Regions from separate parts of the Macaca mulatta genome. Here all the other regions are linked to region 1. A link is a contact called in public Hi-C data. All regions are on one chromosome and are shown on one strand. Each heading gives the region's core, a stretch centred on a gene start, on an enhancer-like site or on the middle of the called end of the contact. The rest is flanking DNA. Distances are from core to core; before and after follow the strand shown.

The links. Hi-C and Micro-C count contacts between places; a contact is called where the count stands out from the background.
Region 2: a contact with region 1 is called in a Hi-C map of fetal cortical plate, with 2.4 times the contacts expected there. The contact joins the promoter of HYCC1 here to the promoter of KLHL7 in region 1. A contact is called at or near these places in 2 of 14 Hi-C or Micro-C datasets (fetal cortex germinal zone and fetal cortical plate).
Region 3: a Hi-C map of fetal cortex germinal zone shows a contact between it and region 1, with 4 times the contacts expected there. The contact joins the promoter of NUP42 here to the promoter of KLHL7 in region 1. A contact is called at or near these places in 5 of 14 Hi-C or Micro-C datasets (CD4 T cells, blood, fetal cortex germinal zone and 2 more).

What each region holds. Positions count from the first base shown.
Region 1 is chr3:105,259,834-105,263,257 of T2T-MMU8v2.0, forward strand. It overlaps KLHL7 (kelch like family member 7), which reads right to left and starts at 1,707. Exons shown (of 11, transcript NM_001260642.1): 1 at 1,357-1,707. The coding sequence starts at 1,476.
Region 2 is chr3:105,348,023-105,351,446 of T2T-MMU8v2.0, forward strand. HYCC1 (hyccin PI4KA lipid kinase complex subunit 1) reads left to right here and starts at 1,731. Exons shown (of 11, transcript NM_001266156.1): 1 at 1,731-1,793.
Region 3 is chr3:105,184,246-105,187,669 of T2T-MMU8v2.0, forward strand. It overlaps NUP42 (nucleoporin 42), which reads right to left and starts at 1,840. Exons shown (of 7, transcript NM_001266179.1): 1 at 1,627-1,840. The coding sequence starts at 1,747.

The DNA of each region.
Region 1 (3,424 bases), core at 457-2,956:
TTAGGGATTGAGGCAATGCTTTACCATGCTATGATCCACGAATGAAAACATATTTGAGGGAGTGGGAGGGAACCTAATGAGTCTTCAACAAGTTTAAGCACTGGTAAACTATGTTCAACTACCATTACAGGCAGGCAATAGCTAAATGCACCAGCAATTTGAAGTCTGTGGTATTGTAGATACAATAAGGTTTACATGAAAGGAACATGAATTTGAAAATAGATACATGGAAGTAAGTCGCACGAATTAACGAATTCAGACATCCACAGCACTTCAGCACAAAGGCCAGGAAAGATTTGAAAGCATTCCCGTAGACTGCACTAGTGCACTGTAGCAGGAGCTGGTGAACAAAGACAAGATCCCTGCAGTCAGCGTTTGCTTATAGAAACCAGAAGTTAATATCTTCATAAAAATCTTAAATTCCTCTACTGTTGCCCATATTCCCAGAACCACTAGACAAAGCAAACTAGGTTTTGCAGTTACACACAACTCACATCCTGCTTTGTCCTCTTGAAATAGGATCCCAGTCAACAAAACCCAAACATTCCCACAAATCTCCTTAGATGTGTATTATCTATAAATAAAGCTTACAGAAAGGAAAAAGTGACTTTCTATGCTTATCGGTATAGATGTTATGGAATTAAAAATAATAATAATAAAGCCTCTTTGGTTCACCTTCGCCAGCGTTAAAATCCGTTCTTTTCATAACCCACCTTTCGCCGATGTGCTGCAGACTTTCATGAATGCACCACACACCAAAGACAGAACAAAGAGCTCCTCTTAATAACAGGGGCGCACAGTGCCCTTAGAAGATGGCATGGTATTTATCGATGGCTGCTTCTGCTCTAAATTAACACGTACAGGAGGACGTTTTCAACTAGCTCCACCGGGGAAACACTGGAGGGGGCGGGGATCCTTATTTAAGAGCAGCTGATTTCAGGCCAGCAACTCTCCTCCCTTTGGGGGCTTCGGTTTGGGCTATGCCAATGGGTTTCTTCACACAAGATCTCACGACACTTTAAAACGGCTCGCCGGTGGAAGAATCCTCGCCTCACAAAGAGATAACTAGGGCAGAGCTGTTACACAACCGATACCCGACGGCGAAAGCCAGCCCGAGGAGTCCCCCAGGAGTCTGACTTGGGAGCTACATCCTCCGCAGGCGAGAAGCACTTTTGCTCGAGAATTGTTTTACGCGCCCCTCTACCAACTGCGGACTCGCCTGCGAAAATGGAAGAAGGGGCGAGGACCGAGGAAGAGGGGCGCGATCCACAGGGCGCGGGGTTCGACGCCGGGAGCCAGGGACCCGAGCCCCGGACCACCTCCCACCGTCGTCCGTCACTCCCACAGAGGCGGTACCTGTTTCCGCATGTTATTCATGACGCCCATGAAACCCGCCAACAATTTAGCTTCTTCCCGAGCAGCAAGTTTCTTCTCTGTCTTCTTCTTGCTGTTCTTCTCCACCCCGGAGGCTGCCATCCTCCCTCAGCTCGGTTCACGCCCGGGACTCGCCGGGCCGGGCGAGGGGTCGCACTCTCTGGGCACACTGGGGATTCTATCGACCAAACACGGCGATCGGAACTGCGGCTGCAGCACCCAGCTCTGGAACGCGCGACAGGCGGCGGTGGCTCGGCCACTGCCGAAAGACAAGGCCGGGCGGCCCCCTCAGGAGCGCTCAGGGAGCGACGCTGCCAGCTGGGCTGCGTCCCCGGGCAGAACCCGAGTCCGGCCGAGGAGCCTGCGCACTTCGCGCAAGGAGGCGGGGGCCCTTTGAGGGGAGTCAGGGGCGGGGCCTCGAACGTCACAGTGGCGCGCCGCTCCGAGCAATGTGACTGCAGGCAAAGGTGCGGCTGGGTGCTTTGTCGCTGTCCCGCGCTGAGTGAATTTTGCCTCGGAGCTGGTCCGAGGTCGCGCCTGCCCTTCTGTGTGCCCAAGGCAGATTTCCAGGTTTCGGTTACGTGATTATCTTTTTGTTTTTTGATAATAGGGCGGTGGAACATGCAAAGGTGTCTCCCATCAGTGTAAGGCTTCATAGGAACAGGGTCGGTGTTCAGTGCAGTATCTGAGCCTGGTGTATGGTAGGCGCTCAGTAGATATTAAATGATGAAAGGATGTTACTGCACGTTAAAGTCTTGTTACACCGAGTACAAGATTTATTTTCATGGGATTCATAAAGCAACAGCACACAGTCACGTGCTGTCTCCTTGGCGTGCAGTGAGTGTCTGCCTAACTAGGCTGGCTTACTATGTGTTCACAACTGAAATCAGTTGTCAGTCAGTTCTAGAAATCTTCAGTTAGGCTTCTCTAAGTGTTTTTACGGTAACACGGAACTCAATCACAGCCCTCATGGAAATGCTTTTTGTAACCATATTCTTTCTAGTGTATAGTAATATACAGGATTATTTGAAATTGTACATTAATGTTATGAAAACTTTATATTTCATTGGTTTTCCTCCTCAGTCTATATAGGACTGTATAGAGACCTATTTTATGTAAAATAATTTACACTATTGAGGCTTTTTTTTTTTTTTTTGAGGCAGGGTCTCTGCCCTGTCACCCAGGCTGGGGGTGCAATGCAGTGGCTTGAAGCCTCAGAACTCCTGGGCTCAAGCAATCCTCCCATCTCAGCCTCCCAAGTAGCTGGGATTACAGGCGTGCAACACAACTCTGGGCTAATTTTTAATTTTAAAATTTTGTTGTTGGTGGTGGTGTTGGTGGTGGTGGAGAAGAGGTCACACTATGTTGCCCAGGCTTGTCTTGAGCTCCTGGCGTTACGCAATCCTCCCACCTAGGCCTCCCAAAGTGCTGGGATTACAGGAATGAGCCGCCAGTCTTGGCCCACAGTATACTTTTCTTGTTGGGGACAAACAACATAACATAATCCAGATGAAAGAGCAAACTGTATATATGCCTCAATTTTTACAAAAGAGTAAGATATTTATGTCTCTGTACACTTTATCTTTCTTCTTTTAATCTAGAGGTTCTCAGATGTGCCTCTATTTTAACTAGTTGATTTGGGGATTTAAGGTGAACTCTGGCAATAGGAATAATTTATTGTTAATAAAATTAGAAATGAGAAAATTTTTCATTCAGTTTATTAAATGACCCAGGACACTGAAGAAAAACAGAATAACTTTTTTTTTCTTTTTTTTAATCGAAAAGAAGTAGAAATCTGTCTTCTAACTCGAAGGCCTTGAGAGATGAAGGATCCGTGATTCAAAGGCAGAAATGTAGGTGATGAAAAAGAATGCTGTTCTGCAATAAAGCAAAAAAGAAACAAGGAACAGCATCCTTAGTGCTTGGTGTTAGAACAGTCTTTTTACATATTGCTGAATATAAAACATCAAAGTTCATGGAAGAGCCATAGGATTCAGAACTCAAAGAGACCACAGAGATTATACAGTACAGGGGTTAAGCATGAGACTGC
Region 2 (3,424 bases), core at 481-2,980, 88 kb after region 1:
CTGTAATCCCAGCACTTTGGGAGGCTAAGGTGGGAGGATCACTTGAGCACTGTACCCCAGTTTAGGTGACAGCGTGAGATCTTGTCTCAAAAATAAATAAATAAATAAATTGAGCTCTTCAGTCACACCATGTTTCAAGTATTTGATAGCCACATGTGGCTAATGGCTACTGTTTTGGACAACACAAATATAGAAGATTTTCACCATTGCAGAAGGCTCTGCTTGACAGTTCTTGTCTGAATATCTTAGTGTAGCTTGTGAGGTCTTTTACAATCTCACCTCAACCTTTTGCTCCAGCCCAATTTTTGGCTGTTCCTCATTGTTTAACCCCATCTACTTTCTCAATGTTCCACAACGGCTCTGTGCCCTTTCATAGCTCCATGCCTTTGAACATGGTGTTCTCTCTTTCTGAAATACCCTTTGACTTTCTTCTCTGGCAAAGTCCTATTTACCTTTTAAGATCCAACTCAAACATCACCTTCCTTGTGGAGTTCGCTGACTTTCCTAAACAGTCATTTCTTGTCCTCTGTTTCCATTGCTCATTGAACCAATCTCTATTGTCCTTATCACAGTAGTTTGTTATTATTTACTTATTAATCTGATCCTCCTTTTGGAGGGAGGATCCTATCTGTTTTAGCAATCTGCCCTAATAATTACCTGAAATTGTTTGCTTGATACCCTTTTGATAATCAAGTAACATATCTTCTTCTTTATGTGCTTGTTATTTATAAGTTCAGCATGTTTGAAAAGTTCACTTAGTGTTTCTGGAGAAATCCTGCCCATTTCTAGTGTAAAGCTAGAATGACTTCCTGTTTTCTAGGGTGGAGGTCAGTTTTTCTTCTAATTAATCTTGACCAGACTTGAGAAGGATGTGGTAGGAGGGGTTTCCAAGGTCAAAAACAGCAGGACTGTCTGCAGGAGCAGGTTCAGGTGTTCTCAGGTTCCAGTTATTATACAAAATATTTAGTATATGTTCAGAGAAAAAGTAGGGAGTAATGATGGAAAAAATAAAAACAACCTCCATGGAAAGAAAACCGGGGTATCGTATTTGACTTTTTCCAGGCTAAGCCCAAAAGCAATGATGTAGTGAGGGGGAAGTTTTTATTTCCATTTTGCAAAAACGTAATTTTTTTTTCCTCCCGGGATTTGGTAAGATTTTCATAAATTCTTGTGAATTCAATTACAGGGAAGTAAATCCTACTTACTAGTAAACTATCAATTTGTTTCTCTTTTCTTACAAAAGAGAAACAAATTGATACACTTCACATCACCCGGTAAAGCTTATTTTTTCTGAGAAGGCCATAAGCCCTAACGGCTCAGAATCTAAGAGACCTTCACTGATTGTCATCGCCTAGCGGCCACCGCAAACCTTACAGTCAATCATCTTCCCCCGGGCCCCGGATCACGCCCATTGCTCAGACCACGCCCACTCAAGTCTCCTCAGAGCTCCGCCCCAGGCCCAGCAGAAGAAGATTCTCATTGGTGGAGAAGTTGTTCTGATCCCGCCCCGGAGGACTGCGATAGGCTGAATCGGCGTGGGGCGGTGGTGGTTGGCTGCTTGAGGACGGGTCCCTGGTCGTGCCTGTCAGAGAGGCTGGCGGCAGTGGCGGCTCTCCGGGCTGGGTTGTCAGTCAGTGAGAGGAGGGGGAAGATGGCTCGCCGGGACCCGTTCTGCTAGGAAGAAGGGGAGCAGGTGGTGCTGCTACTCGGGAGGAAGCAGAGCAGCTGCCGTCGCTGTGGCTGCGAGCCTCACGAATCGAGGTCCTGCAGGTGGAGCTCCGGCAGCCGCTCTGGTGAGTCCAGCCGAGAGACCCACGCCGGGCCCCCAGGGCGTCTGGCGACAGATAACTTTTTTTTTGTCAGGGAGGAGCCGGGGCGAGGCGGCGGCAAGGACAGGACCGAGACTTTGTCCCCCGGGCCGCGGCTCTACTGGGGGTAACGGCTCCCGCGCGAGGCGCCACGGGTGGGCGCGAGGCGGCGCCAGGCGCTGGGGGCTTCTGGCTGGCGGGTGGGCTGCGGCCGGCGAATGTTCGCCCCGAAGTTGGGCGCAGCCCGCCCGCTGCCTGGAGGGCGGCAGCTTTGTGCGCGCGATTCGGGTCTCTCCTTCCCGGCGAGGAGCAGTCCAGCCTTCTGCCGTGACCCGGGTGCCGCCGCCTCGGCCCCACCGGCCGCTCCTCTGCGGGATGGGCCTGGGGCGGGAGCCCCCGGTCCCCTCCCTGCCGCGGCGGATGCTCCGGCCTCTGCCTCCTCTCCCATCCGCGCTCTCCGCTCCCGCGAGGCCGCCGCTGTCCGTCCGGTCTGGTGGCCACAATGGTCACTATCGACCCCCCGCCCCCGCCCCTTGGGAGGATAGTGTTGGCCTGAGTCGTTCTTGGGTCCCCTGCAGGGCGGAGAGGTTCAGACAGCAGCCACGCTTCCTTCATGGGTTATTACGCTGAAGATCTCTTCTTGAGCCCTTGCCCTTTCTTTCTATGAGTTATTCCTCTCCCGAGGCTCATTTTAACATACTCGGGAATCCTCGGGGGTTTGGCTCCAAATGGTTGCATTAAAACACCCCCAAGTTTGTATGCTTCAGAGCGAAATTTGGTGTCCGCCCGTCAGCTTGCACATGTGTGCTTTGTGAGTTTAGACCTTCCTGAAAGATTTTAATTTTGCCTAAGTGGTTTAGTACTGCACAGAATCTGCTCTCTGAGAAATACACTATCACAAGCCTGACAGCCACGGCGCTCTTCAGGTAGGGGGAATTCGTTCCACCGGCAGCTACTCCTTATCTCAGAGACTGCGCTACAGGCAGTAGGGCCAAGCTGACCTTTTGCAAATTATTTATCCTTGGGTCACACAGTAGTTTTTTGGAGCAGGTGGGCCACCTCTTTGGTTCATGTAACACTTGACAGTTTGAGGTTTTCAGCTTTCATATCTTATTGGCATACAGTCAGAAAGACTGGGAGGCTTGTTTTCCATGAGGACATTCTTCTGCTAACATCCACAGGCACCCCACCTCCCCCGACATTTCTAAGTATTTTTTTTTCTTTAGGTGAACACATTTTAAGGTTTACAGGATGAATAGTAGTCTAAACCCCCATATTTTTGAAGTGCAGGCAAAGGCAAGGAAGGAAAAACATTTAAGATCTGCTTGGCCAATAGTAGCTTCAAAGTTAGCTATTCAAATAATCAGTTCAATCAAACCAAGTGGCAAGGGGGAAAAGCATCACATATTTAGGAAACAAATTCTGGATTTGACTCGTTTATCCTTATTCAATTTATTGAAATTACCGTAGAGGGATTAGAAGGATTAGAAACCTTCTTAGTCATCGGCATTAGCAGTACCTGGATACAGACACCCGATGAGGCATTAGCTGGGTCAGCGTTTATCCTTGCTGTGCTTCCTTTCTTTGTTGTATTTCTGTTTTATGAAATTTGCTCT
Region 3 (3,424 bases), core at 590-3,089, 75 kb before region 1:
TTAATGGTATCTTCTTCTAAAATTCCAAATTTCACTGGGGTATGATATAACTGAAGAAACTCACTTCCTCCTTTTTTTAATTTTTTTTTTAAATATTGCTTTTGGTCTTCATACTTAAAATTCTAGAAACATTCATTTGTTTCTGGGAGCTAAATACAAAGTTTGTCTGCTAAATTTTGTTTACACTCACATTCTTCAGACCTGAGTCCTAATTTTTGGTTTGAAATATTTCACTAGATTAATTGTGGATGAAATAAAAGGACTGTCTTCCCTTAAGTGGGATCAGACGTGAAACCATCAAGCAATACAAGGTTTAAAGGTTAGACGTAGCCTGCCGCGGTCACTCACGCCTGTAATCCCAGCACTTTGAAAGACCGAAGCGGGCGGATCACCTGAGGTCACGAGTTCAAGACCGGTCTGGCCAACATGGCGAAATCCTGTCTCTACTAAAAATACAAAACTTTTCAAGGGCATGGTGGCGGGCACCCGTAATTCCAGCTACTCGGGAGGTTGAGGCGTGGGAATCGCTTGAGCCTGGGAGGTGGAGGTCGCAGTGAGCTGCCTGAGAGAGCAAGAGGCTGTCTCAAAATATCACATCACACCACACCACATCACATCACATGAAGAGCCCTAAAGGAGGGGAAGGAAGGGAGGCAGCACCTAATTATTAACCCGATCTTTAAAATCTTGTGTTGTTCTAAGGTTTCACGTCTAATCTCTCCTTTCCTTTAAGATAAAAAGCTTTGACAATGATCTAGGCCCAGGGATTAGATTAACGAGGCCCCCACATCCCCTTTCCTCATCTCCCGGAGAGTTACTGGACTTCCCACCTTCCCAATTTCACCCCAAATTTATGAGCAGGTGCATTTTTTCTGCGGTATGGCTCTATAGGTTTTATTAGATTTTCTTTTCTTTTCTTTTTTTTTTTTTGAGACAGAATCTCGCTCTGTCGCCCAGACTGGAGTTGGGTGGCGCGATCTTGGCTCACAGCCACCTTCACCTCCCGGGTTCAAGCGATTCTCCTGCCTCAGCCTCCTGAGTAGGTGGGATTACAGGCGCGCGCCACCACGCCCGGCTAATTTTTTTTTTGGTATTTTTAGTAGAGACGGGGGTTTCACCATGTTGGTCAGGCTGGTCTCGAACTCCTGACCTCGTGATCCGCCCGCCTCGGCCTGCCAAAGTGCTGGGATTACAGGCGTAAGCCACCGCACCTGGCCGGTTTTATTAGATTTTCAAAGAAGTCCACGACTTATCCCAAATGAAGTCCTGATTCTGACCCAAGCTGCTAGCCTCACCCTCGAAAAAACAACTTAGTAATAATTATATTCAATTACGGCATTTACCTACAAGATAGTTTCGATACTTAATTCCGATTTAAAAACTCAGTTTCGCAAAAGCATCCAGGCCCAAACCCAGGTCCTCTGAAGCTCAATAGAAACGGACCCCATGAATAATATGTAGATAAAACCCTCGGTTTAAAAACGTTGTGCAGGGCCCATTGGGGCCGGCAAGGCAGCGATGCGGGCACGTTGGGGTCACCAGCACTGGGACACAAGTGGGACGTCCGGTCCCCGCCAGCCGGCCCTTCACGGCTCGGTTACCGCGGAGGATGCAGAGGACATTCACCTGAAGACTGCTGCTGCGGTTGCTGCCGTCCTCCTCCTGCACCCCTGGCACCAGGATGTTCGTTCCAGCACCGATCTCCAAAGCGGCACCGGCCTTGAAGGAAGAATTGACAAATGGCCATTGCAACTGCGCTGCCGACGGAGGGGTCTTCGGTCGGCACCGGTGGATGCCAGTTACTGGGCAGAGAGCCCCAGGCAACTTCCGCGCCCGGCCGGGCTACTGTGACGTCATCTTCTCGCGCCGGGGGAACCTGTCTCACCCCCCCAGTGCCATGAGACGCGTGGACTTGAGCCAATAAGATTTGAGAAGAGCGGACCGCTCTGACGCTTGAGTGTGTCCTGGGAAGGCGGGATGCTTGAACGGTTACGTGAAGACCGGAGGCGCGTTTGACCCCGGTGCAGGGCCTCGGACTACAGGAAGGCTTGAGGCCCAAAATGAGGGGAAAGCGGAGCAAGCAAACGCACAACTTCAGCAAGGCCCTGAGAGGAGACTTAGCTATGATTTGCGAGACCGAGTCGTTCTTGCTAAGACAGTAAAACTTAGCTTGGGTTGAGAAAGTAACAAAATGCCCAGCCTTTCATCTGAATGGATAACAGAGTCAAATAAAGCCAGACGTGACGTTAAGAGGAAACAATGTTTCTTTTAGGACATACTGCAACGGAAAAGTATTACCCCTTTGAGTGAGTAGTACATTCTTACTACACACTCAGAAACCTTGTTCTTTCAAGTCCACATAAACGTTGCTATTTGAAATTATATCAGAACCAGTGAAACGTCCCATCCTTGCCTGGAGGATCTAAGTCTCTCTGACGCAGAGAAGCAGCCTCAATTTCTATCTAGGTGTAGAGCTTCATTCATATAAACGGTTTCTGAAAACATTATATATTTTCTTAACTTTGCAGTTTCCAAGGAAACATGCCCTACATTCAGTTCTCGTCCAGACCTGATGTTAATGCCTTTACACACAGCTATGTTTTGAGATTTCATTTAAATTTCACCTAAACTTCACTCTCCCTGCCAAAACATACAATAACTACCTTTTATTTTGTACGGTGAGACACCCCACAGCTCCTCTGGTGTGCAGTCTTCTTGATTGCAATAAGTCAATAAATCTGACTTTGTTGGCTTACAGGTTTGTGCTGGTGGTTTTAGGATTATTGGGCTGGGAGTGAGCCATCATTCTTGCTCATGTAATTTGTTTGGATTTTGAAGACAGAATCTACAGGACGGGAACTACTTGTCCAAACTAGTTTTTTATTTTCTTTAATCAAGGCAATTCATTTATTTTGAAACAAATTTATGGAAAAGTTACAAATAGCAGTACAAAGAACTTTTTTCCTGAACCATTTGAGACTATGTTGCAGACCTAATGCCCCATCATCCAAATACTTACTGTATATTTTCTACAAACAAACCAGGGCATTCTATATAACCACAACACAATCAACAAAATTAGGACATTGATACTGATGCACTACTACTCTCTAATCCTTAGACTCCATTTATGTTTTGCCAAATGTCCCAATATTGTCCTTTAGAGGAAAAGGGTTCAGTTCAGAATCATTGTTGCTTAGGCATATTTCTTTTGTCTCCTTCAATTTGGAAGATTTTTTTGTTTTTCCTTTTCATAACCTTGACACCATTAAAGACTACAGGCTGGTTATACTGTAGAAGTTCCTTAGTGCAGGTCTGTTTGATGTTTTCTCTTGATTAGATTCAGATTATGCATCTTTGGCAGGATTATCACAGAAGTGATGCTGCGGTTTTCACATTGCAGGTTGTGCACAGTTTCAATTTG